Regions from separate parts of the Mus musculus genome. Here all the other regions are linked to region 2. The links are chromatin contacts, called in public Hi-C and promoter capture Hi-C maps. All regions are on one chromosome and are shown on one strand. Each heading gives the region's core, a stretch centred on a gene start, on an enhancer-like site or on the middle of the called end of the contact. The rest is flanking DNA. Distances are from core to core; before and after follow the strand shown.

Evidence for each region. Promoter capture Hi-C pulls out the DNA fragments that hold promoters and counts their contacts. Hi-C and Micro-C count contacts between places; a contact is called where the count stands out from the background.
Region 1: a contact with region 2 is called in a Hi-C map of cortical neurons, with 2.3 times the contacts expected there. The contact joins the enhancer-like site here to the promoter of Wdr35 in region 2. A contact is called at or near these places in 20 of 39 promoter capture datasets (the 3T3-L1 cell line, the C10 cell line, the HPC-7 cell line and 12 more), 1 of 15 datasets of contacts at CTCF or cohesin (the NIH/3T3 cell line), 6 of 484 Hi-C or Micro-C datasets (the AtT-20 cell line, bone marrow-derived macrophages, cerebral cortex and 3 more), 13 of 115 datasets of contacts at active chromatin or transcription factors (bone marrow-derived macrophages, craniofacial prominence, embryonic hindbrain and 7 more) and 4 of 9 other capture datasets (adipose tissue, embryonic stem cells, liver and 1 more).
Region 3: a contact with region 2 is called in a promoter capture Hi-C map of the C10 cell line. The contact joins the enhancer-like site here to the promoter of Wdr35 in region 2. A contact is called at or near these places in 2 of 39 promoter capture datasets (the C10 cell line and embryonic stem cells) and 2 of 115 datasets of contacts at active chromatin or transcription factors (bone marrow-derived macrophages and pancreatic cancer cells).

The regions. Positions count from the first base shown.
Region 1 is chr12:8,752,996-8,755,887 of GRCm38.p6, reverse strand. No RefSeq gene overlaps it. Among named protein-coding and RNA genes, the nearest start is that of Gm4755, 17 kb to the left of the region's middle. Within about 2 kb of position 1,592, at least 10 of the 459 cell types and tissues checked have an H3K27ac peak or open chromatin away from gene starts, as enhancers often do. A contact at or near this core is called in cortical neurons and trophoblast stem cells, where this site is marked.
Region 2 is chr12:8,972,642-8,975,649 of GRCm38.p6, reverse strand. Wdr35 (WD repeat domain 35) reads right to left here and starts at 1,649. Exons shown (of 27, transcript NM_001159527.1): 1 at 1,471-1,649; 2 at 599-716. The coding sequence starts at 1,494.
Region 3 is chr12:8,809,833-8,813,008 of GRCm38.p6, reverse strand. No RefSeq gene overlaps it. Among named protein-coding and RNA genes, the nearest start is that of Gm33418, 20 kb to the left of the region's middle. Within about 2 kb of position 1,253, at least 75 of the 459 cell types and tissues checked have an H3K27ac peak or open chromatin away from gene starts, as enhancers often do. A contact at or near this core is called in pancreatic cancer cells, where this site is marked.

The DNA.
Region 1 (2,892 bases), core at 343-2,842, 220 kb after region 2:
AGGAAATTGAACAAACTGTGAAAGCAAAGGTTCCTGCTGCTCTGAGTTCTCGCTCTGATGTGACTGTGTTTAGGATGTGTAAGCCAAATAAACCCTTCCTTCCCAAGTTGCTTTTGGTTATAATTTATCTCAGCAATGGAGAACAAAGATAATTACTGAACAGTATTTCACCTTTAGGTTGGTTTGAATTTGTGGCAATTATGGATATGGTCACGTCAGCTCTCCATTCCTGTCAACAAATCACTAACAATACTTTGTAAGAATAGTTTGCAGCCATGACTGGCCCTGTTGCTTTCAAGCAGTAGAGATGTAACATGTCTTGGTGACACTGAGTGACAAAACTGCCTCCTTGCTGTAGTCAGGAGACAGAAGAAGGGAAGAACCTAGGATCCCACAATCCCCTTGGAAGGACAGCACACTTCCAGTAGGGTAAACCGCCCCCTCCCCCGCGGCTCCCTCGCCTGCCAATACTTTCACTATTGGGAGGATGCAGCTCCATGTGAGCCTTTGGGTGACAGTTCCGATGCAGTCTCTTAGAGCTGCTACAACCACTTCATGCCACCTTTTGATGGGGTCATGTGTTATGTATTCGGTGTGTGGAGGGGTAGATCCCAAGGAGTAGGACTGGGGGGTCCTATGGTAAGGCTCTTTAAATTCATGTACACGGAGGCATGTGTGCTGCTCCGGTACTGAACTTCATGCTGTCAGACTGACACCCTGAGTGTGAGGCAGCCAGGAGAGGAGGAAATACAAGGAATGGAACGGGAGGGATGTCACTGCCCTCCCAAAGTGCCTTTCATTCTGAAGCAGCTGCTTCCCTGGGAAAACACCTGATTGAGGTGTGAGCTGGGAGGGGACGTTATGATTTGGAGGGAAATGTATGGCAAAATCACAAGCCAGGATGCTAAGAGCAGCTCTAGGTTCTGGAGGTTGGTGTCTGCTGGAAAGATCAGAATCTCTCAGCTAGAACAGACCAAAGAGTAGGTACCACCTGGCCAAATTCCTGCTTAGAACTTTAGCCATACTGGATTTAGGGCACAGAGTGACTTCACTACAAAGACCTGTTACCAAGTTAGGTTGCATTTACAGGTTCCGGGTGGCCATAAACTGGTGAGACCCAATATTCAAACAGGTACACCACTGATCATGATGCAGACTTAGACAAACAAAATGCATTTTTGTTTTATATAGTCATGGGACTATAGGAGTCAGGGAATAGAATGTGGTTTCAATGACAAATGCCACCCCCACCCGTTTTCTAGCATTTGAATGCTTGCTTGGTTCTCAGTTCATGTCTGTTTGGGGAACCTTAGGTATGTCCTTGCTGTAGGAAGTATGTCAGTGGGGACGGCTGTTTGAGAGCTTAAAGACTTTTCTGCTTGCTCCCCGTTTTGGGTTCTGAGATGAGAGCTCCCAACTGTTTCTGCCACCATGCCTGGTGCTTCCTGCCATGCTTCCTAGCTGTGAAGGTGACAGACTCTTAACCCACTGGGTACATTCGGCCCAAAGAAACCCTTCCTTGTCGCCCTGATCACTGTTCTCACAGCCACAGCAGTGGCTATCTTTAGAGAGCCCTAGGCACACTTCCAGAACGCTAGAAAACTACATTGACTTGCCAGCATGTTCAGGAATTACTGCAGCATGTGCTTCATACAGCAGAGGTAAGACTACTGGCATTTCTTTTCTGAGAAAGGCTGATTGGCAGGATACCTCCACACAGACACAGGCAGACAGACAGACAGACACCTATTGGACTTCTGTTCCCATCAAGTCCAGAGATACTAGGAAGGAGTGGTTTATGCCAGTGGGCAAATTTTCCTTATTTCCACTTTCCTTGCTATAAAGCTAAATTACCAGTTCTTCTGAATTACTGTGGCTTCCTTTGGGCAAACCCAATTTTGATGGTACATGCTCAGACTTACCAATTGGCTGAGCTAGCACAACAAATATATGTATGTGTACCATGTGGGTGTGGGTGCTCAGGGAAGTCAGGGGGCATTGGAACTGGAGTTTCAGGAGGTCATAAGCCACCTAGGGTAGATAATGAAAACTGAACTGACCGGTCAGAGCACCAAGCACTCTTCATCAGCTGGCTCTTTAACAGCAAAACTGCCAGGTTCCTACTATAACTAGGAAGCCTGCCTCTTAGATGTGCTCCTGTGTTGCTGGAGATGACCAAAGGCCAGATCGATGTTGGTCCAAGAGTTGCACATCACTGAACTGTTATCCCTAACTCATGCTGACCATTTAAACTTAAAACCTATGTATAGAATCTACAAGACATTTAGGACTTAGAAAGTAGTTGGGCCTTTAACTTAAAGACCAAAGGACAGACCTCTACTTCCTTCTGTACCACACCTTGAACACTGCAGCCTCTCATCCTCCTGACTTCTAGGTCTAGAGCACCAGACTCATTCCAGAAGCCTTACCCCAGGCCTGGGCGAGTTGTGGAGGAAGAGCAGACAATGAACAGTGTTCCTCTGAGTTCCTTACCCTCTCTGCTCAAACAAACAAACAAACAACATCCTGAGGACAGAGATGACTCAGGCCCTTTCTTGGGCATGATAATTCCAAGAGTTTCACCTTTCCCAAAAAACTGCTTTCATAGCAATGATCAAACCAAGATAAAACTAAACAACTGAAGTCAGAGAAAGATAAGCAATATTGGATTATGGTGTTTCCTTTTCCCACCTACGGAAGGAACAAAAACTTAAGAGTGGCACATGCCTTTAATTCTAGCACTAGAGGGGCTCTATGAAGCCAACTTGGTTTACAGAGAGTTCCATGACAGCCAAGAGCTATACAGTGAAAACTCTGTCTTGAAAAATCAAAACCTTCCACAAACAAACAGACAACAACAACAACAACAAAAAACAACACACACACACAAAA
Region 2 (3,008 bases), core at 400-2,899:
AACACTTTACCAGTAACTGCTGGATCTGAAAGGCAATAAATAAGGCATCTCCTCGGGAGATGGCTGAGTCAGTAAAGAGTTTGCTGTGCAAGTGTGAGGGCCTGACCTCAGAGCCCCAAAACTCATACCTAACACAGGGATCAGATCACGCTCCTGTAATCTCAGAGAGGACACAGGAGGCAGACACAGATGGAAGTTTTCAGGCCAACTAGCCTGTCCTACATGGCAACTTCTCAGGCCTGTCTCAGAAGACTCTGCCTCAGAAACAGTGACAGGAGGGGCTTGAGAGATGGGTCTGTGGTTAAGAACACGTGTTGTTCTTGAAGAGAACCAGTGGTCAGTTCTCGGCACCTACAAACCATCTGTAACTAGTTACAAAGGAAAAGATCCCATGCCCTCTTCTGGCCCCCACAGGCACTACATGCATGTGACACCATAAAATACGTTCAGGCAAAACACCCATACCATAAGAATAAACCCCTTTAAAAAAATTAAAACTTCATAATGACAAATACCATAAGTAGGTCTCACTAGCCACTAGCCACTAGCCACTGCTTTCTACCAGTTTCACACATCTGTACTGGTGATGATCACTTACCTGTCTGTGTCTCGAGTCTTAAAACTTTCAGTAATCCATCCTCACCGCCACATGCTATGAACCCTTGGTCCTTGTTCCAGGATATACATTTCAGCTTCACATTATTGGGAACAGCAATCTGTAAACACGAATCACAGTGATGCTAGCTTTTCACGAAGGAGTTGGAGGATCTCCATCCAGGAGATATAGACAGGCAAACATCTTCCAAGAAGAAACCTGCCCGAACTTGTCGTAGCCCATGTTACCAATCCCAGCACTGAGGCAGAAGGGTGGAAAGTTGGAAGCTGGCCTGGGCTACACAGCAATATCCTGTCTCAAAAAAGAGCATGAAAAAGGGAGAGAGAAACAATAACGCCCTGCAGCAAAATGAACTATTATGAAAATGGCTGTGGTCTTCTTAAATGTTCTGAGCCCTAGCATTCTGTAAAGAAGTGCACATAAAGGAAGGTGATTGCCAAGGAAGCGGGCGGGAACGGGGTGGGGGTGTCTGAACTGAGGCGGGAACTGAGACATAAATTCGTATCGCTGCTGCTCTTACTTCCTTTCCCACACCACACTTATATTTCTCTCTTAGGGCAGACTGTCATAATCTACCTTCTGGATCAACAAGTAGCAGAGGAAAGACCACCAGCGCTTGGTGATCACTTTTTATCACTGAAAAGAAACTTGGCATGACTGGAATGTGGAAGAATCCTGAGAAAGAGCTGCTGGCTCTGCCAAGGACTACCGGAGCACAGAGACCTGTGAGAGGAGATAGGTGACAGGAAGATGGAGAAGCTGCCTGGCAGCCGCCTGCAGTCCCGGGAGAATGCGGGCACCGGCGGGCTACAGGAATGGAGGCGGCGCGACGGCGGTCCCCAGGAGAAACTCACTTTCTTGCTCAGGTAGAAGAACATCGTGGGAACTCGGAGAAGACGACCCACAGCGGTCAAGGCACGCTAATATATAACGGGTTCTACACCTCCATTTGCGAGCACTGGTGGATCGGAGAAGCTCCCGTCGCCTGGCAACCACCGCCGCCCAGTCGCATCCGGGGCGCTTAGAGAACTTCCGGCGTGGCCTCCCGCCCCGTGTTGGTCGTCGTGCGCCTGCGCGGGCGATGGGGCGGCTGTGTAATTGGTGTGGGGTGAAGTTGATCAGTTCTTCAATGCCTTGGCTTCGAGCCTTTCTGCTCTCAGTTTAGCGATCTGCCATGCGTATCTCTCCCAGCGCCGTCCCTTCATCCCCGCCGCTGTGTTACAACATCACGCTAATAGTCGTGCGTCAGGAGTCAGTATAAGCTAAAGGGAGCCCCTTCCAAAAAAGGTCTCAGGAGTTCTGTGTTTTCTCTCTAACCGCTCCACCCGACCCCGACCAATATTCTTGAAAAGAACGTCAGTTGTTGCATTTGGTAGGCTGGCACCATCGGACAAATAAAAAATGGCAGTGCAGATGTGCATTTTGAGGACTGCCTTCTTTGAGAGAACTACAGAGCCCTCTGAAGCAATTTAGGAGTGGGCACTATTATTTTGCGTTGGATTAGGGTTCTTATGGCTGCGACAAAACACCATGACCAAAAAGCAAGGTGAGGAGCTTGAAAGGGTTTAGTTGGCTTACACGTCCATACTGCTGTTCATAATCTAAGAAAGTCAGCAGGAACTCAAACAGGGCAGTAGAAACCTGGAGGCAGGAACAGATGCAAAGGCCATAGAGAGTTTTCTTATAGAACCCAGAACCACCAGCCCAGGGATGGCCCTCCCCAATCAATAACTAGTTTTTTAAAATGCCGTACAGCATTTCAGATAACTCTAGTTTGTGCATCAAGCTGACATAGGACTAGCCAACACAGAATCCTTAAAACACCTTAAAAATTATGTCAAGGGTCCTTGTAATGGGAGTAATATGACCTTTGGGTCATTAAAGCTACAACTACATTGTGGCGTACCCTCCCGTTTCAAAATATGTGAGGTGTTAGAGCTTTTCTATCCAGAGAGTGATTTTTCTATATTTCTCTTAACTTTTTGTACATCTTCCCTCGTGTGTGCATGTATGTGGAAGCACATGTGCAGACCAGAGACCTACATCATGTACCTTCTTCAATAACTTGCCATCTCATTTTCTGAGGCAGGATATCTCCGTAACCTTGGAACTTACAGTGTGGGCGAGACTGCCCCGCCAATGACCTCCAGCATCGCTTGATCCCCTCTCAACACGGGGGTTACAGGTGCAGCACAGCTAACCAGGCTTCTAGGAGTGCTGGGGATCCAAACACTTGTCCTCATGTTTGCAGCAAGCACTTCACCCACTGAGCCATTTTCCCATGTCCCCATTGTCCTTTGGGGTATCCTGATGTTAACAAAGTTCCCAAATCTAGACATTCAGGTGGATCCAGTCCTGTGGAGGTATTTGGTCTCACCCATTTTTGTGTTAT
Region 3 (3,176 bases), core at 4-2,503, 160 kb after region 2:
ATAATACTTCCTGAGAGACAAGTGCTCCACTGCTTTGGTTTGCAAAGGGATGTCCTTAAGTGCTATCCAACCATATCTCAGCTAATAGCATCATCCTGGGGGAGCTTGAGGTGAGAGAAAAGATTCCAGGTCTCTCATAATCTCTAGATAATCACTCACCTTCCATTTAACTATGATGAATGAATAATTGTGGGTCTCAGCTGCAGCAGCACTGGGTATCTTGCAGGCCTGTGTTAGGTCCTTCCTGTCTCTTCATGGGCAGGGGGCTGGAGTTCCTTAGGCCCAGGGAGTAAATGAGGCATTCTTAGCTCCTTGTCTTTCTCATGGATTGAGCCTAGAACCCCTCACTCCACCCCCACACAGGCTGAGAGAATGCCCATGAGTGTGGGAAGAATTTAATTGCTGGACAAGTCCAGATTTGCATCTTTGATCTGTAAACCTGGCAATGCTGGGCGATAGTGAGATGAGATTCGAGCACAGACGCACGTAGGGTTAAAATTCACCTTTGTGGCTTATACTAAGTGACCCTGGACAGGAGCTTCAAGCTCACACCTGCCCCATACCTTGGAATCTGAGTGTTCTTATCCAGAGAACTGGGGAGAGCAGTATCCAGTTCACAAGAGGACATTGAAGGGTGCTTAGACAGTGCATACAAACAGGCCAGCCCACACCTGGTGGCCACTCATCTCACTTTGGAGAACTAGCTGTGTACAGTGATGAAAGTTTTAGATTTCATGGGCTTTCTAGTTCTTGGCACAGTAGGCACTTTATGACTGTCCTAACCTTCACAACAGTCCTGAGAGGACAGCAGCATCACCATTAATAGCACCTTTTCATAGCCCAGGAAACCACGGCAGGAGAGACTATTAAGCCTGACTAAGGTCACCTAGTACATGGGAGAGCTGGGATTTAAGATCTTTGGGCATTGCTGTCTGTCCCAGCTATGCCACTAAATTACACTGAGTTTATTGCACCAGAGGAAATTCAAGAGACATGTTCTTGAATCCAATCAGAATTGTTTACCTAAGGTCTACTAAGGAAATAAGAGAAGTCTCAGTTCCACAGCAGTGTCCTCTGTGGGGTCCAGGGGAACAGCCCCACTCAGGCCTGCTGGGTGGGAAAGCTTTGCTGAGGCCTGGCAGGGTCAACCCTGCCCTGTCATGTCTTTCTCTGCAGCCTGCATGCCAGCCAAGGTGTCTGAACAATGATTAACCAGCAGCGGGCAGGCTGGTGCAGGCTGGGACGGAACAGGGGGTGAGCTCACCCTTACACAATGGCTGCCACACCCGCCTGCCTGGCTCCAGGGACTCAATAGAGCAGGGCCAGGAGGCTCCTAGAAGCTGGGCAATCAGTCCCAAGAGGGAGAAAAGACAGTCAGGCTAGGTACGACAACTCCAGTCTTTGCTATGCCAGCACCCCTCTGTAGCCTTTAGACATTCCTGCCAGGCCTCTTGTGCTGTGGTTTCAGCCTAGCTGGAGATGTCCCATAAACAACGTCATCTGACCACTTTCGACACTGCCTCAGCCACAGAGCATCAACCCCAAGACTGAATTGGAACAAGGAGGGGCTGCTGGGTCCCACTCTTCCAATTCAGAACTTTGGCAGGTAGCGAGCTGGACAGTTGACCCCTCTGTTCTCCACCCTCACCCCCAAGCCTTCCCCACGAGTCTCAGCTCAGGTCTGATCACAGGGAAACACAAGTGTGTGCATGTCCCAGGCATATGTACCCCACACCCAGTCCCTGAGGCCCCTTCCCTGGGAGCACTTCAACTCCTGGGGGCTGGACAGAGGTGGTGAACTCACAACTCATATGTGCCAAGTCTGCCTACAGCCTCCTGCCCTCTCCACACCTGCCCACTCCACCTCCCTGGAGGTTGGGCCTTTTCTTGTTTGTTGAACGAATCACTAAGGTCCTAAATGAACTGCACCCATTTCAGGACCAAGCTTCTGTGCTTTGGAAGCTAGGGAGTCTGGTGTTGGGGGTGGGGCTGTGAATGATAGTTTTCTGTGAAGGAGGAAGAGATGGGGATGCTACACAGGGGGCTGCGGGCTTCTTCCTGCTCCATAACCCTTCCTCAATAAGGAGTAAAAGGTACTTCCCACTGGCCTAATGCAGGGTCTAAGATGAGGTAAAAGATCGTATAGGCCTTCTGGGCATTTCCTCCGAGGTCTTCAAAGGCTACTCAACAATTAAAGAGAAGAAGGAAAACAGGCAAGTCAGTCTAAAAAGCTGCGGCGTGTTTTTGTCTCAGATTTATCAGCCCAGCCTTGGGAGCCCCAAGTTCTGGAAAATACTTGGAACACTGTTTGCTGTTTATTTTCCTGCAACCCAGACTTGAGGGACCCAACCTTCTTACTACCTCTCCTCAAAGGATACCCTCCCTCTTCACCTCTGCCTCCTGCATCCTCTTCCTCTTCCATTCAGTGCCTTACTGGGCTGTGCCCTGGGTTGGAGGGAATTGAACATGCCTGCTACCGTGTAAACTAGAAGCCTATGTGAGCCATGGTGGCATAAGTTCTTAAAGGCAACCTAGTCGAAACTTGAGTGTATTTGTTTATTTAATCACATGACCTGCACAGGAAGCTTATGAAGCAGATTACTTTATGACAGGCATTTTAGAGACAGGGGGGAAATGTAGGAACATTTGCCTGAGACATATACAATTAACATATAGCAGACTGCCATCCGATGCTGCAAAGTAGACCACATGCACAAAAGGAAAAAAAAAAAAAGGCAGAGGAGAGTCATTACCTAAACAGCTCTGTCTGGGCTCAAGTGTGACAGGAGTCTGTCACTCAAGGACAGAAACCATATGATCATCTCAGCGGATGCAAGGCTTTTGGCAAGGTTCAGTATCCCTTCATGATAAAGACTTCAGAGAATGCAAGGAATAGATCTCAGCACACAAAAGGCAACGTGGAACATACCTAGAGCCATCAATGCACTGCCTTGAGGTTATTACCCATATTGAAGTGTGGTACTTTTTGGTGATTCAGCTGTTCAGGGGTTATCCACACTCCTATAACTTACACGTTTCTGTACGTTAGCCTGATACACCCATTGGTTCACTATGCTGGAACGGTTTCTTTGGTCTAGCATTTGAGCAGTATACAGGGTAAATAAATGCGACATCTTCAGGAAAAGTGATGCAAGCAGAGGGGTCAGTGAGTTGAC